Linked DNA regions of Mus musculus: region 1 is linked to region 2. Evidence: chromatin contacts called from public Hi-C data. All regions are on one chromosome and are shown on one strand. The core of a region is the stretch at or near the end of the contact, and the rest is flanking DNA. Distances in the headings are between cores, read along the strand shown.

The links. A called contact is a pair of places that touch in the nucleus more often than the background predicts.
Region 1: a Hi-C map of muscle stem cells shows a contact between it and region 2, with 3 times the contacts expected there. The contact joins two enhancer-like sites. A contact is called at or near these places in 22 of 484 Hi-C or Micro-C datasets (the C2C12 cell line, the CH12 cell line, Th2 cells and 12 more), 1 of 115 datasets of contacts at active chromatin or transcription factors (embryonic fibroblasts) and 2 of 9 other capture datasets (embryonic stem cells and liver).

What each region holds. Positions count from the first base shown.
Region 1 is chr13:52,760,876-52,767,325 of GRCm38.p6, reverse strand. No RefSeq gene overlaps it. Among named protein-coding and RNA genes, the nearest start is that of BB123696, 6.9 kb to the right of the region's middle. Within about 2 kb of position 1,690, at least 110 of the 459 cell types and tissues checked have an H3K27ac peak or open chromatin away from gene starts, as enhancers often do. A contact at or near this core is called in bone marrow-derived macrophages, brown adipocytes, muscle stem cells and 1 more, where this site is marked.
Region 2 is chr13:52,709,864-52,716,252 of GRCm38.p6, reverse strand. No RefSeq gene overlaps it. Among named protein-coding and RNA genes, the nearest start is that of BB123696, 44 kb to the left of the region's middle. Within about 2 kb of position 4,097, at least 53 of the 459 cell types and tissues checked have an H3K27ac peak or open chromatin away from gene starts, as enhancers often do. A contact at or near this core is called in bone marrow-derived macrophages, brown adipocytes, muscle stem cells and 1 more, where this site is marked.

The sequences.
Region 1 (6,450 bases), core at 441-2,940, 53 kb before region 2:
GTGGGGCATTTTCTTATTAGTAATAATTGTGGGAAGTTCCAGCCCATTGTGGGTGGTGGTGGCACCCTGGGCTGGTGGCCCTGGGTTCTGTAAGAAAGCAGGCTGAGTGTCCCATGGGGAGCAATCCAGTAAGCAGCACCCCTCCATGGCCTTTGCATCAGCTCCTGCCTCCAGGTTCCTGCCCTATAAGTACCTGTCCTGACTTCCTTCAGTGATGGGCTATGATATGGAAGTAGAAACCAAATAAACCCTTTCTGTCTAAACTTTTATTTCTTATCACAGCAATAGTAACCCTAAGGTAGTTCCTTTCTTAAAACAGGGGCATGACCAGCAGCTGGCTTCTACCTCAAGGTTATCTTGGCCTTTATTCTTTCCCCAGCTCATGCCCAGCTTTCTCCATTTTAGCCCACCAAGGACTTCTTTGTATCCTGTGTAAGGTGCACTTACTACAGTGCCCCTTGAATGGTCTAGACCTTCCACCCCAATTTCCCTTTCTTCCTCTACTCTCTTGGGGTACAGGTTCTCAGAGCTATCAGGTAGCTGTTGGAGAGCCTGACACCCCATTTGTACTCTCTCCCATTTTCCCATCTTGCCTCTGTCTGAGCAGCTCACACTGACCCTTCGGGGCTTCACAAAGTAAAACTTGGCCACAGAGGTGACTGAAGCAGAGCTGGTCACTGCTGGCCAGGCAGGCGGCCACAGCCACCCTAAACCAAGTTAGCCAATCAGCAAACAGGCCACCCAAGGAAGAACAGGAGAGGGTGGCACACGGACATCTGGAATGTGTGCCAAGGTACCACAAGGTCAGGCTTGAGGAGACAGAGGCAGGCCAGTGTTTCAGAGGGAAAGGGAGGAAAGTTATGCAAGTTGTTTTGAAACCATTGTCCTTGGCCCTAAGGATCAATAACAAGGGTGGGGTCAGTTCAAAGTTGACAAGGCAGCTGCTGACTGCCTTCCTGGAAGTGTTCTCTGCTTGGCTCTTAGAGTTATCATGGTCATCTTGGGCTCCCACATTGTCCTTCCAGAAGCCAGTGTGTCTCTGGGAGGTGACAATGGCCATAAAACAAAGGTACACCCAAAGAGGAGGACACCTGCCATCTGTGAGGAGGACTGCATTTAAACCGGAAGGAACCAGAAAAAGAAAAGAGGCCAGTAGGACAGTTGACGAATTGGTTTGGCAGCTGTTTGGATCTGTTTGTTTTAATTAAGTTGATGATGAATCTGGAAACCCTTGTGCTGGGTCAGGATTTGGAGGCTGAACTGTGTGATGGCAGGAATGCTTGTAAAAGTGATTAAAATAGCTTTACAGAGTGTGCCTGGAGGGACCAGTTGGGCTGGAGAGACTCGGTGTGGGAATGAAGGCCCAACTTCTTAGGAGTCCGTCCATCTGCCGCAGCCAGCCGTGGGCCAGAGATGATTAAACACTTAATCAGACCCGAATACTTGTGTTGTGTGCTTGCTGTGGCTACAGAAAAGGGTGCTGTCACCAATCTTTAAATAGCGAACCAGAGGCTAAATTTCACTCCATCCGTCAAAGGCCACGGCTCCGCAATGTCCTAATTTTAGCTGCTTGTCAATTCCCCAGTGCCTGTTCGCTGATGTAACTTTGATCTTCCGATGCTTTAGATGGCTTTTGTGCTGAATTTAGCTAGAATATACTATGAATCATCTGGATGGCTGCCCAGCTAGGGGAAGGGGGGAGGGAAGAGGGAGAAGAAAGGAGGGAGGGTGGGAAGGAACGAGAGCTAAGAGAACAGTCAGGCCCCTGAAGTGGTGGATAGAGATGGCATAAAGATGGAAGAGCCTCCTGATTCCAGGGCCATCCGCTTTTCCAGGAGTGTATTTTGAGTACATTATCTTTAGACATTTATATTCTCATGCAAACACACAGGAGGCCACTGCCAAGGTCTAAGGAGAGTGTCAGTAATCGTAAGACATTTGAAAGGAATATTTTTCTAAGCAAATCGCTGCCTCTAAAAGGGCATTTCTTTCCACTTAGGGAGCAAGCAGTGCCAAGATGCGTTCACTTAAGGGGGCAGAGAGCGTTTCTGATGGCCTCCCCTCCTTTGGGTTATTGGGGAATTGCCTTTTGTTTCAGGGCTAGCTGGCTTTTCTTCTCGCCTGAGATTTCTTTCTTCCTCCAGCTCTTAGCAGAACCTCCCATGTCACCTTCTGTCCTGAACGTACATAGCTGCCACCTCCTTCCTGTTGACATGCCTCAGGTGGTGTCTGTCACCTGGATCATGATTTCTGTTCGGACTTTGCAGGAGTGCTGTAAAAGAGTCAGTAAGACTCACTGCTTCTTGGCTGGGTCCTCAGCTACCTAGCCTTCTTCCTCCAAGTCAGGAAAGAGGAACTTCTTCCAGCCCCTCCTTCCAGGGTCTAATACTGTACGTTCTGCTCCTTGACTGGGGAGGGGTAGGAAGAAATAAATATATAGAGAAGATGGACTGTAGACTTTACAGCATCTCGGGGCAGCACATGATCATCTTCCATGAGAATTTGTGACCTTGATCAAGATGTAGTCACCTCAAGAAGGGGTATGTATACACTTCAGTGGAGGGGTTCGTGGTTGTCAGGTACCTTAGAATAATACAACATGCCTTAGTATTGAAATGTCTGGACTGAAGTTGATCTAAACCATAGAAGGACTGAAAATAGTGTGATCAGGTAGTTTGACAGATGTTGGAACCATGCCTCTAGACTCCAACTTCTTAAACTATGGGCATAGCCCCATAGTTTTGTCTTATGGCTGAGCTCAGTGATTGCAAACACTCTGTCAGGAGTTGGGTCTCACAGACCATTCCCTCACCCGCAGCAAGTACAGGCTCACACTCTTGCCTACCCTCCAGAATTTGACCTTAAGACCCTACTGCATGAAGTGGCCACATGCTTGAGTCACAGAAGATGGAATAGACAAGCTGGTGTTCAGCTGGGACCTTTGTCCAACTGGCTACCTCTCCTGGTACTGGAAGGTACAGTGTGTGCCACAGGAGGAGAGAAAGGATCATTTCACCTACCCATGATCCTGTCACAATGGCTGCTGACATAGGTGCAATGGTGGCACAGATGCCACACAGGTAACCACTTGCTTTCTGATTCAATCTAAGGCTCGGCATATGAAATGGAACTCGTGCCTGGCCCTGTTAAAAGGGCAAAAGCCCATGGCTACATAGGTCAAAATTTACATGTATAGAAATTAGTTTTAAAGTAATTTTTAGTGATTTTTTTCTCAGCAAATGTTTACTTTGTATATATAAGCACATATACAGGTCATATATAAATTTCTTGCACAAAGAGGGCTCAGGAATGACATAAGTTTGAATCAGCTGTATGGGGCACTCTGTCATGGGACAGCCAAAGCAGAGGTCCCAAGGAGCCAGAGGGCCACTGGATTAAAGGAGAGATTTTTCTGTGTTAGAGCCTTCAACATAGGCCAGGTGTTGGTCACTCAGTGGAAACTGTGATAGGCAAAGCCCACTCACCAGAACTGACTAAGATGGCACATGGGTCAAGGGGCCACCACAACTCCTCACTGTGCCCATGAAATGACAATGAAAGTGTTAGCTGGTCAGCCAGCCAGGCACCTTTAGAGAGAACTGCGTTAACAGCTTCAGAGTGGCCCCCTCCTGTACTTCCAGCCAGAGCCTTATGACACAAACTGAGCTTGCTCAGAGCCACTGCTGTGTAGCTAACCTTCCAAATCTTGAGCCCAGGGTGCCAAAGAGTGTGTCTCCCATCTTTCCTTCTTAAATAAAGGGTGTTGTTGAACAATACAGATGCCAGCGTACTAAGTACCAGGTCCTTGGGTAGCTCTACAATTCCAGACAAAGCTAGCTAGGTGTGGGAAGGATGCCTTATGGATGTAATATGGCTAAGGCCATTTTTTTAATATGAAAAATTGGGGAAGGAAAACAAACTGACACCGCATCTACATGGGCTCTGGGTGGGTCCGGAGGAGCAGAGAAATGCCGTTGGGAATACTATGGGATAGGAGCATAGCTCCCAGATGTGCTTGTATCAGAAGGCTGGTCTGGGAAAGTCTTCCTAAGAAGAGTACAGTGGTGGCTAGTAGGTTTTTGACACATGTTCAGGAATGCGGAATAGCTCCTTGTTGGTTTGGCCCTTTAGCTGTTAACTGATGAGTCTCCTGGTTCTGCTTTCAGTTCTGTTGCTGTGATAAAACATCCTGACCAAAAGCACCTTAGAGGAGGAAAGGGTTTGTCCACTGTCTCTCATCAAGGGAAGTTAAGGCAGGAACTCAAGCAAGGCCCTGTCCCATCGTACGCATAGACAAGAGTGCAGAGAAACAAGTGGATCCTGGGTGGCTGCTTGCTTCTTCTCAGCTAGCTTTTTCTTCTTGTGCTATCCAGGACCACAAACTTGGGGAATGGTGTCTTGCACAAAGGACAGGTCTTCTTACATCCATGAACAGTGGGGACAGTCCCTCACAGACTACAAGGCTAACCTTAGCTAGATGATTCTTCTGAGGTGATTTTAGGTTGTGACAAGTTGACCAAAACGAGCGTCACATTCCCTTCTCTCTGCCCTTAGCGTTTGGAATTGAACTGAGGACGTTTCAGATTTGTTCTGTTATGGATTCCTAAAGCCCTTGTCATCAGCACCGTGATGCGCTGTTTTGAAGGATCTTAGGTTGCTACAGAATGGAGAAAGATCATGAGAAATAACACGTTGATGTAGACAGGGCACTCTAGAGCCCAGTGAGGCTGAGGTTTGAGTCGATCACCAGTGCCACTAGCTTCTGGAGAGTTGCCACTGCTGGGGCCTATTGGGTACTGCACCCAGGCAGGGCCCAGGAGTTCCACTCCCTCTCCCAACTGGCTCAGAGACTCTGCTCCTTGCTTTGTGTTTGCCAATCAAGCCTTATAAAATACCTTTGGTGATGAACTGCCAAAATGAAGTGATAACTTTATAGCACTCATTATGGCTACGGGGTTGGCATCGGAAAGAGGACCGTTTAGGGACGTGAGCCCTCATCCGGTGTGATCGGACATTAGTATGTTCAGATAGACAATGTCAAAGGGAATCGGAGTAGATGTCAGCCAGCTGGTATGGGTTAAGGAATTGTCCCCAGTTGCCAGTGGAGCAAGTCAGGTCTAGGAGAATGGTCATGCTTTCAGAGAAGAGGTGTGCTGACTAGCTTTGTGTTAACCTGGAACAGGTTAGAGGCATTTAGGAAGAGGGAACTTCAGCTGAGAAAATGCCCCCACCATAATGGCTTGTGGGCAAACCTGTGGTACATTTTCTTGATCAATGATTGATGGGGGAGGGGCCAGCTCATTGTGGGTGGCCCCATTCCTGAGCTTGTGGTCCTTGGTGCTTTAAGCAAACAGGTTAAAGCTGGATGGTGGTACTTTCTTTGGAGCTGACAAAGCCAGTCTACTATGTGCCCAGCTGAGCGCCCAGCCTCCCCGGCATGTAGACCATAATTGGCAGGAAGGGCCACCTCAAACCTGGGCTTAAATTCCCAGCACTCTCTTCTGATCTGTGGAGGCAAAGGGAACTGTGACCCTATCAGGAGGATGTGAGCAAGAGGACCAAACCAACCGTACCTTTCGAGGGAAGATAGAGGAGATCACATGAGACCCCGAGAAAGGGCAGGAAGACATCCTTCAGAGATGAGGATCCACCACCAGAAGACTTCATGCAAATAAGCATATGGATTCTGAATATTAAGACTGTCTGATAGGGGTGCAGAGAGCTACCTTTCAACAAAAGCCTGAGACTCTGGTTTGAAAAGGGGGAATGGGGTAGCTGTCTTATGAAATCAGAACCAAGATAGCACCAGTGAGCAATTATGGAGGAGAGAGAATGCCAGGTTCAGGAGGCCAAGAGTGAGCACCAGGGACCTTCTAGGAAGAAGGGGACAGGTGGACAAGTAGTCATTAAATGGCCAATGCAGGAACGCCCTATGCTGAGGAAGAAGCAGCCTCACAGAGGCTCAGGGGCTGTGAGCAGAACATGGCATGTCCGGGAGGCCGTGCACATCAGTGACTTTCCCCACGAAATAAAAAGAGAAGCATGATAAAGGATGAGAAGGGAAGCAAAGAGAGAAGGCAGAGGGTATTGGAAAGAGGGGAGAGTAGGTATGAGGTCAACATCAGATGCCTCAGCAGTCACATTCAAAGATTAATCATACTAAGGAAAAGTAAAATTGATTTATAGTTTTTAACATTCTAGAACAAAATGGCACCATTTGAGCCTGCAGGACCTCAGAAAGTATAATCATGCATGTTATCTGAGAGTAGTACATAGAGACTGTTCTAACCAGTGTAGAGATTGCAGCGAGTCCTGTAGCCACTGTGGGCAATGAAGATGCCACCATAGACTGGACATTGGCATTCGTCCATGAATGGAACTGAAGACCTGAGTGTTGACTAAGGTATCCTGAGACAGAACATTCTAGAAGAGAGATTACAACAATAGCCC
Region 2 (6,389 bases), core at 2,848-5,347:
TGCTAATGGAAATGTGGGAAACGCAGGACTCAGATGGAAGGACTCATGGACAAGAGAGCTTGGCACTAGTTTGAAACTCTCTCAAAGTTAAAAAAAAATAAATTAAATCACCTGCATTCATACACTGCAAATGTGGCCCACTCCAAATCAACAATTAAGGGAACAATATAGAAAACAGGACACAAGGATGGACAGGGCTGGGCTGATGACTTGGTGGACAATGTGTTTGCTAAGCAGGCTGGAGTCCTGGAATGGAGAGTCCCTGATCCCAGGGAAGCAGGGTGGGCTTGCCACCCCGTCATCCAGAGTTTACAAGGCATGCACAGGCTGGCTACCCCAGTCTCATCAGCAAACTGTGGGCTCAGTGAGAGATCCTGCCTCATAAAATGGAGAGCAGCCTTTGAAGATGCCTGATGTCAACCTCTGGCCTCCACACAGAGGCACACAGACACTCGAGAGCTCCTCATATGGTAACATAAATGTATACACATGTGCATGTGCGTGCGCGCGCGTGCGCGCACGCACGCACGCACGCATGCACGCACGCACGCACACACACACACACACACACACACACACACACACACACACACACACACTGCATGTATGTAAGCACATAAAAAACAGTAGCAATAGCCAAGGAAAGGTCTAGGAAAGCTTTCTCTGCATCTCCCTAGCTGTGTGGAAACTGCTCGCTGCTGAGGAATGAAAGCTGTGACAGGTAGAAATCTTGAGCTGCATCATAGATGTCATCAAAGATGTCATCAAAGATGTCCTTGTAGACATCGAACAGGTCATGTGAGCTGGGATTCCTTTCTAACTGGTCATGGAGCTAGGTTGGTGGCACCAGAATCAGGTGCAGCCAGGGGTGCCCCAAATGAACTCCCACAGGCCTTTGAGGATAGCAGGGTCTCTAAGCCATCTAATATAGTGGGGATTGAACCCAGAGCCTCTCATGTCCTTGACAGAAGCTCTGTCACTGGGCATCTTCTTACATTTTATCTTTTTGAGATCAGGGCTTACTAAGTTTCCCAGGCAGACCTTGAACTCACCATCCTCCTGCTCCAGCCTATCAGGTAGCTGCAATTGCAAGCCTGTGCTTCCCGGCTCAGCAGAACCATTATAACTGAAGAGATTAGTGGTCCAAGGGTGTGATGCAGAGGTTAACTCAGTGGTAGGGGCTTGCATTGGATCACAACTTGCTGGGGTTGAGGGTACAGTCCAGTCAGTGTGACATCTGCATCCAAGAGGTTCCATCCCCATCCCAGCACCACAGGAACTGGGTGTGGTCATGTAAATGTGATACCAGCAAATCCAGAGATGAAGACAAGAGGATTATATGTTCAAGGCCAGCCTGGGCTACCTGAGACTCGAAAGAAAAAAACCAAACTAAACCAAAGGTGACAATGGTTTAAAAGGAACTTAAGCCTTGGTTTCCCTGGCAATGCTCTCTCCTCTCTCTCTCTCTCTCTCTCTCTCTCTCTCTCTCTCTCTCTCTCTCTCTCTCTCTCACACACACACACACACACACACACACACACACACAAACACACGGACATGCATGCATGTACGCTTCCATGTACACTCTCTTAAACTTTCTGGCTTCATCTTCTTTGTAGCAAGTCTCTTAGGCAAGACCTGGACCACAGAGATGCTAGCTTTGGACATGACTTTCTGGGACATTCAGGATGCACTTGTCCTCTGGCTGGAGAAACCCCTAACACCATCTGCCCCTCTGAGTGGTGATTATGGTGTCACCTGTAGGACCTTGTGGAGCTTATACTTCCACTGCCCATCAGGAGTGACATATAAAGCCAACCAATGGATGTGTGCACAGTGATGTGTAGGCAGGCCACAATGAGTTTGTCCTGTGGCAGAGGTGTGAGACCAGTGACCCCAGCAACCTTATCCCTTCCTTGGGTCTATGGCCCATGGTGGGTACTGTAGTGCCATAAACAAAAAGCAACCTGCCCTGCTGGATGCTGGACATAAATTGGTAGTCCAGCCGTAGTGTTGTCTTACCTCCTTGAAGGCAGAGGAGGCATCTTATTGACCAGCAAGGAGGAGATGAGGAAAGGCCTTGGAGCTTCGGTATCACATTGAGGAGTGGCATGTGTGTGTGTGCTGTGGTCCTGTGTGTGTATGGTACATGGAATATGAACATATGTCTGAGATGTCTGTGTGTAACATGCATGTGAGTGGGTAGAAGAGTATGCAGTGTATGAGTGCATGTATGTGGGCATGGTTTTCAGAGATGTGGGTGTGTATGTGTGTGCTTATGATGTGTGTGTGATGCGTATTTGTATGTGGATGAGTATGTGTTTGTGTATGATGTGGGTATGTATAATGTGTACATGTGTATATGATGTGTTCATGTATGTAAATGATGAGTATGGTATGTATGTGTATGATGGATATGTGTGTGTATGTGTGTGCATGTATGATGTGTATGTGTGTGTATGATGTGTATGTGTGTGTATGATGTGAATGTGTGATGTGTATATGTGTGATTTGTATGTATATGTGTATGATGTGTATGTGTGTGTTGGCTTTGTCTCATCAGACCTGAGCCTTGGCCCTCATATAAGGCCAGGTTCTCCTGTGGCTCTGCAAAGTCCTGGGGAGGAAGGTGTGTCTTGTTACAGGGAGCTGAGCTGCTGGTTCTGTGGAGCAGATGTGTTGACTCCAGCAGGAAGCAGAGGAAAGGGACAAGAAGAAGACACAGCTTGACAACAAGCAAGACACACCTGTCTTGCACTTGGGTGTGCACAGGCTGGATCTTCAGCCTGCATTCGATGACACCAGCAGCCCATCCAGACTACCAACTCAGAAGCCTTGCCTGTACCTATTTTCATATGCTGCTGCCTACATACTCACATGCCAGCCGCATGTACATGAAGACACTCGCAGGTACACTCTCTCATAATTTACCCCCACACATATACCCACTCACTCACGACCGTGACTATACCCTGTAGGCACACACAGCTCACACGTGCACATACACATCACAGGCAGTCACAGCCCTGACAGGTCCACTCACTACCTGCACATACATCAGGTATGCACACATACCCACAGCCCCACAGCACATATATTCACAACAGTGGCACTCCACACCCGCAAACAGGACATGTGTTCCTATAGCCACGAACGCACATCTCCGTCAGCACGCTCTGCTTCTGTGACCTGGGCCTGAGGTTTGAGAATGTTTCCAACTTGGCCAGACTTCAATGGGACAGCACTTTCCAGTCTGAGGAGCAGGCAGTGAAGTGGGGACCAAGGGTGACATCCCAGGGACTGCATGATAATTAGAACCTGGTCACCCTGTGGAGAGTTCTGCCTTTAGAGACTTAGGCCTGTGTATGTATATGATGTATATGGGATCATAGCCTTGAATCATTTGGCCATGGTCCCTCTCCTCAGGGGCCATTTCCATACCCCACCCTCACCCCCATTCCCAGTCGTAGGATCCTTAACTGTTCTCTCCACAAGTGTCCTCTGCTTCTGAAAGTCCTAACTACCAGACTGGAGGCAGTCAGTCACCCAGTGGCTATGTCACTAGGCTGCCTTTGAACCTCATTGGAGGTCTCTCTTTAACTTGCCATTCTGTAGGACTTGTGTCCTATTCTTGAATGTTCTGGCCCTCAATGTCCGCAGCACTGTCCTGGGCCATTGCGTCTGTGTGGGAAGGTGGATTACCAGTGACATCCTCAGAGAATGCCCAAGAGGCTCCTCAGTAAACAACCTGCCTACCTCCTCAGGGTTAGCCTAAGCTGGACCATTTTATGGCCCTGAAACCAGACACCATTCTTTTGCTGCATCCCATAGGAGCCAGAAGAAGACAACGTGGAAATCAAGTTGTGTGTGTTTGCCTAAACCCACTTAACTCCCCTCTGCGGCTGTGAACCCTGAGCCTGGGATGGGACCCGTGAGTGGGAAGCTCTCTCCCAGCCTGGCTTGAATCAAGACTGCCAGCAACAGGCAACAGAACCTACTGGCTGTGGTAAAGGGCTCATGTTCAGTGTTGTCACCCCGGTGCCCTAGTCAAAAAAGAAAGGACTCCAGCTGTGGCCTGTGCTATGTCTGATGACTGCCCCCTAGTGTCCGTTTCTGAAATGAGTGCAAAGCTGGAAGAAGGATGCTGTTACTACTTAGAGAGGGCTCTGCCTAAGGAAAGAACTGAAAAGGACAGGATGACAGGACTTAAGAGACATTCCCGGGCCTACTGAGCTGGAGGACAGCCTTGGGAGCAAAGTATGCCCCATGAGCATCAGCCAGGAAGTTAGAACTCTCACATGCACACTCCTGTGGACTGGCCCCAGGTCCGTGCTGTTTGGTAGGGAGTTCTGCCTGGCAGGCAGTTGTGCCTTCAGGGCACATGGCTGACATTTGTTGCCGCTTACAGCCACCTGCCGGTCTGCAGTGCATCCTGGGTAAATTATTAACAGGCCTCTTCCTAGAGAGCTTCCCTAGAGGTAGATAGAGGCAGCCAGGCAAAATACCTATGTGGGCTGAGACCGGGACCTGCTAGCCCCTGGTGTGGGGCAAAAAGACAACAGCCTTCCTGTGGCCCTGCTGATAATTATCCACACACGGATCAGTGTGGGATGGAATCCTTAAAAACTTAAGTTATGGGCAGACTTGACATTGTTCTTGTACAGGCATGGGCTGGGATTGGAGAGGGACCGTTGTAAACCGGAGACAGGGATTAATCCTGTATCAGACAGTAGAAAGATGACCCACAATATTCTCAAAAGTGCAATCTGACCTCGGGGAGGGAAGGGCAGTGGGGCTGGAGTGGATTCTGGGTGGCTTTCCAGTCTGAAAGAGAACTTCACAGAAGGGAATCAGTCCCTGAGACAGAGATAAACAACAGGGGAACTGAGGTGAGCCTGCAGGAATAGCAGGTGCGGACAGACAGAGGCCATCAGGAAGTCCAGCCACCTTTACTCCTGAGAGACCCAAGGTGCCCATGATGCAGGACAGAAAGATGTGAAAACCTGTAGGGATACTTGTAGGGATAAAATCCACTGGGGGATCCCTCTCCAGCTGGACACACAATTCCAACACAATCAGTATTTACCATGAAGGTTGCCAACACAAGCGATCTTTGGTACAGAGACATCTTCAGGTACTGATAAGGTAGCAATAAGGTAGGTTCTGGGTCTGAATGTTGGCGGCCTGGGCAGGGCCTCTCCCCCTGGGTGTGTTTTGGAAGTCACTAGACTGAGATATCCTACCTCTCTGTAATTCTGTGATCTTGGGCCCTCTCAGCTGAGCCCTGTCAGGTTTCCCAGACATCCTCTACAGACAGCAGATTCAAAGCCACTGGAATCCTATTCATGGGTGAAGACAGTAGCATGGAACCTTGGCTTGGAGTTGAGGCCCCTAAAAGATTAAGGGGTGTCCATAGGCTGCCCTGGGTGACAGCACGCTGCTATGCCTCTCTCTGTCACTGCTGCCTCGGACATCTTCAGCTACACTTGAGGTCAGGTGGGAGAGGAGGGGCGGCCATGCTTTGGAAGAGGCAGAGAACACCTTAGCAGGAGACCTCATACCCCAAGATGGAAGCAGAAAAGGAAGGCATGCCTTTGGCCGCCCCTCTTAGGTAGGTACTTTAAAACAGGTAACACATAGCTCACTGCAGGTTCAATGTGTGATGCCTCGGTGACTTTGTATGGGCAGGGGCGCCAGGTCTGCCTTCTTTGGGGTTAGATGGAATAGATGCTCCTCCCTTCAGGCCTAAGGGCCAGACCTTCAGACTACAGGAACGTGTCTTTTGCAAGGCCAGCAGAGGCCTGGCATTGACCACAGACTGGAAGTAAGCTTGGAGCAGTAGCCAGAGTACAACAGACCAAAGGCAACCCCTGTCCACCTGGGATAGATTCTTTCACATTTGTATGGGACACCTGGGAGGTCATATTGGCCGAGATGGCAGTGGTGGTTATTATACAGCAGGTGGGTAGAAGTTAGTTTGTCCAGGTTGTCAGAGGCAGGTGCACTGTGGTCCTCAGCAGAGTGACCCACTGAGGTGTTTTACCAGAAGCAAGTTAACCCTGATGGTGGCAGCATGAAGCCAGGAGTTTAACCTGTTCTGGGGCAGTGGGATATTCGGAATTAGGTCCATGAGCCCTTCCAGGAGGCTTCCAGCTGCAGATGTGTGTAGATAAATGGCTCAGGGTGGGACGGGGAACCCGAGTGTTTGAAGAACAGGTATATAGCGGCTTCCAAAGGCTCCATAAAAAGCTGGACATGGACTCTCCCCTCTGTGGGATGAGGCATTGTCTCCTAAGTAAACCATGTGCTACATCCAGCCCCATGATTTGAATAGAGGAGGCAGCCGGGAGGTGAGAACCAAGAGGGGTTGAGTCCAGTCTGGGTGTGTG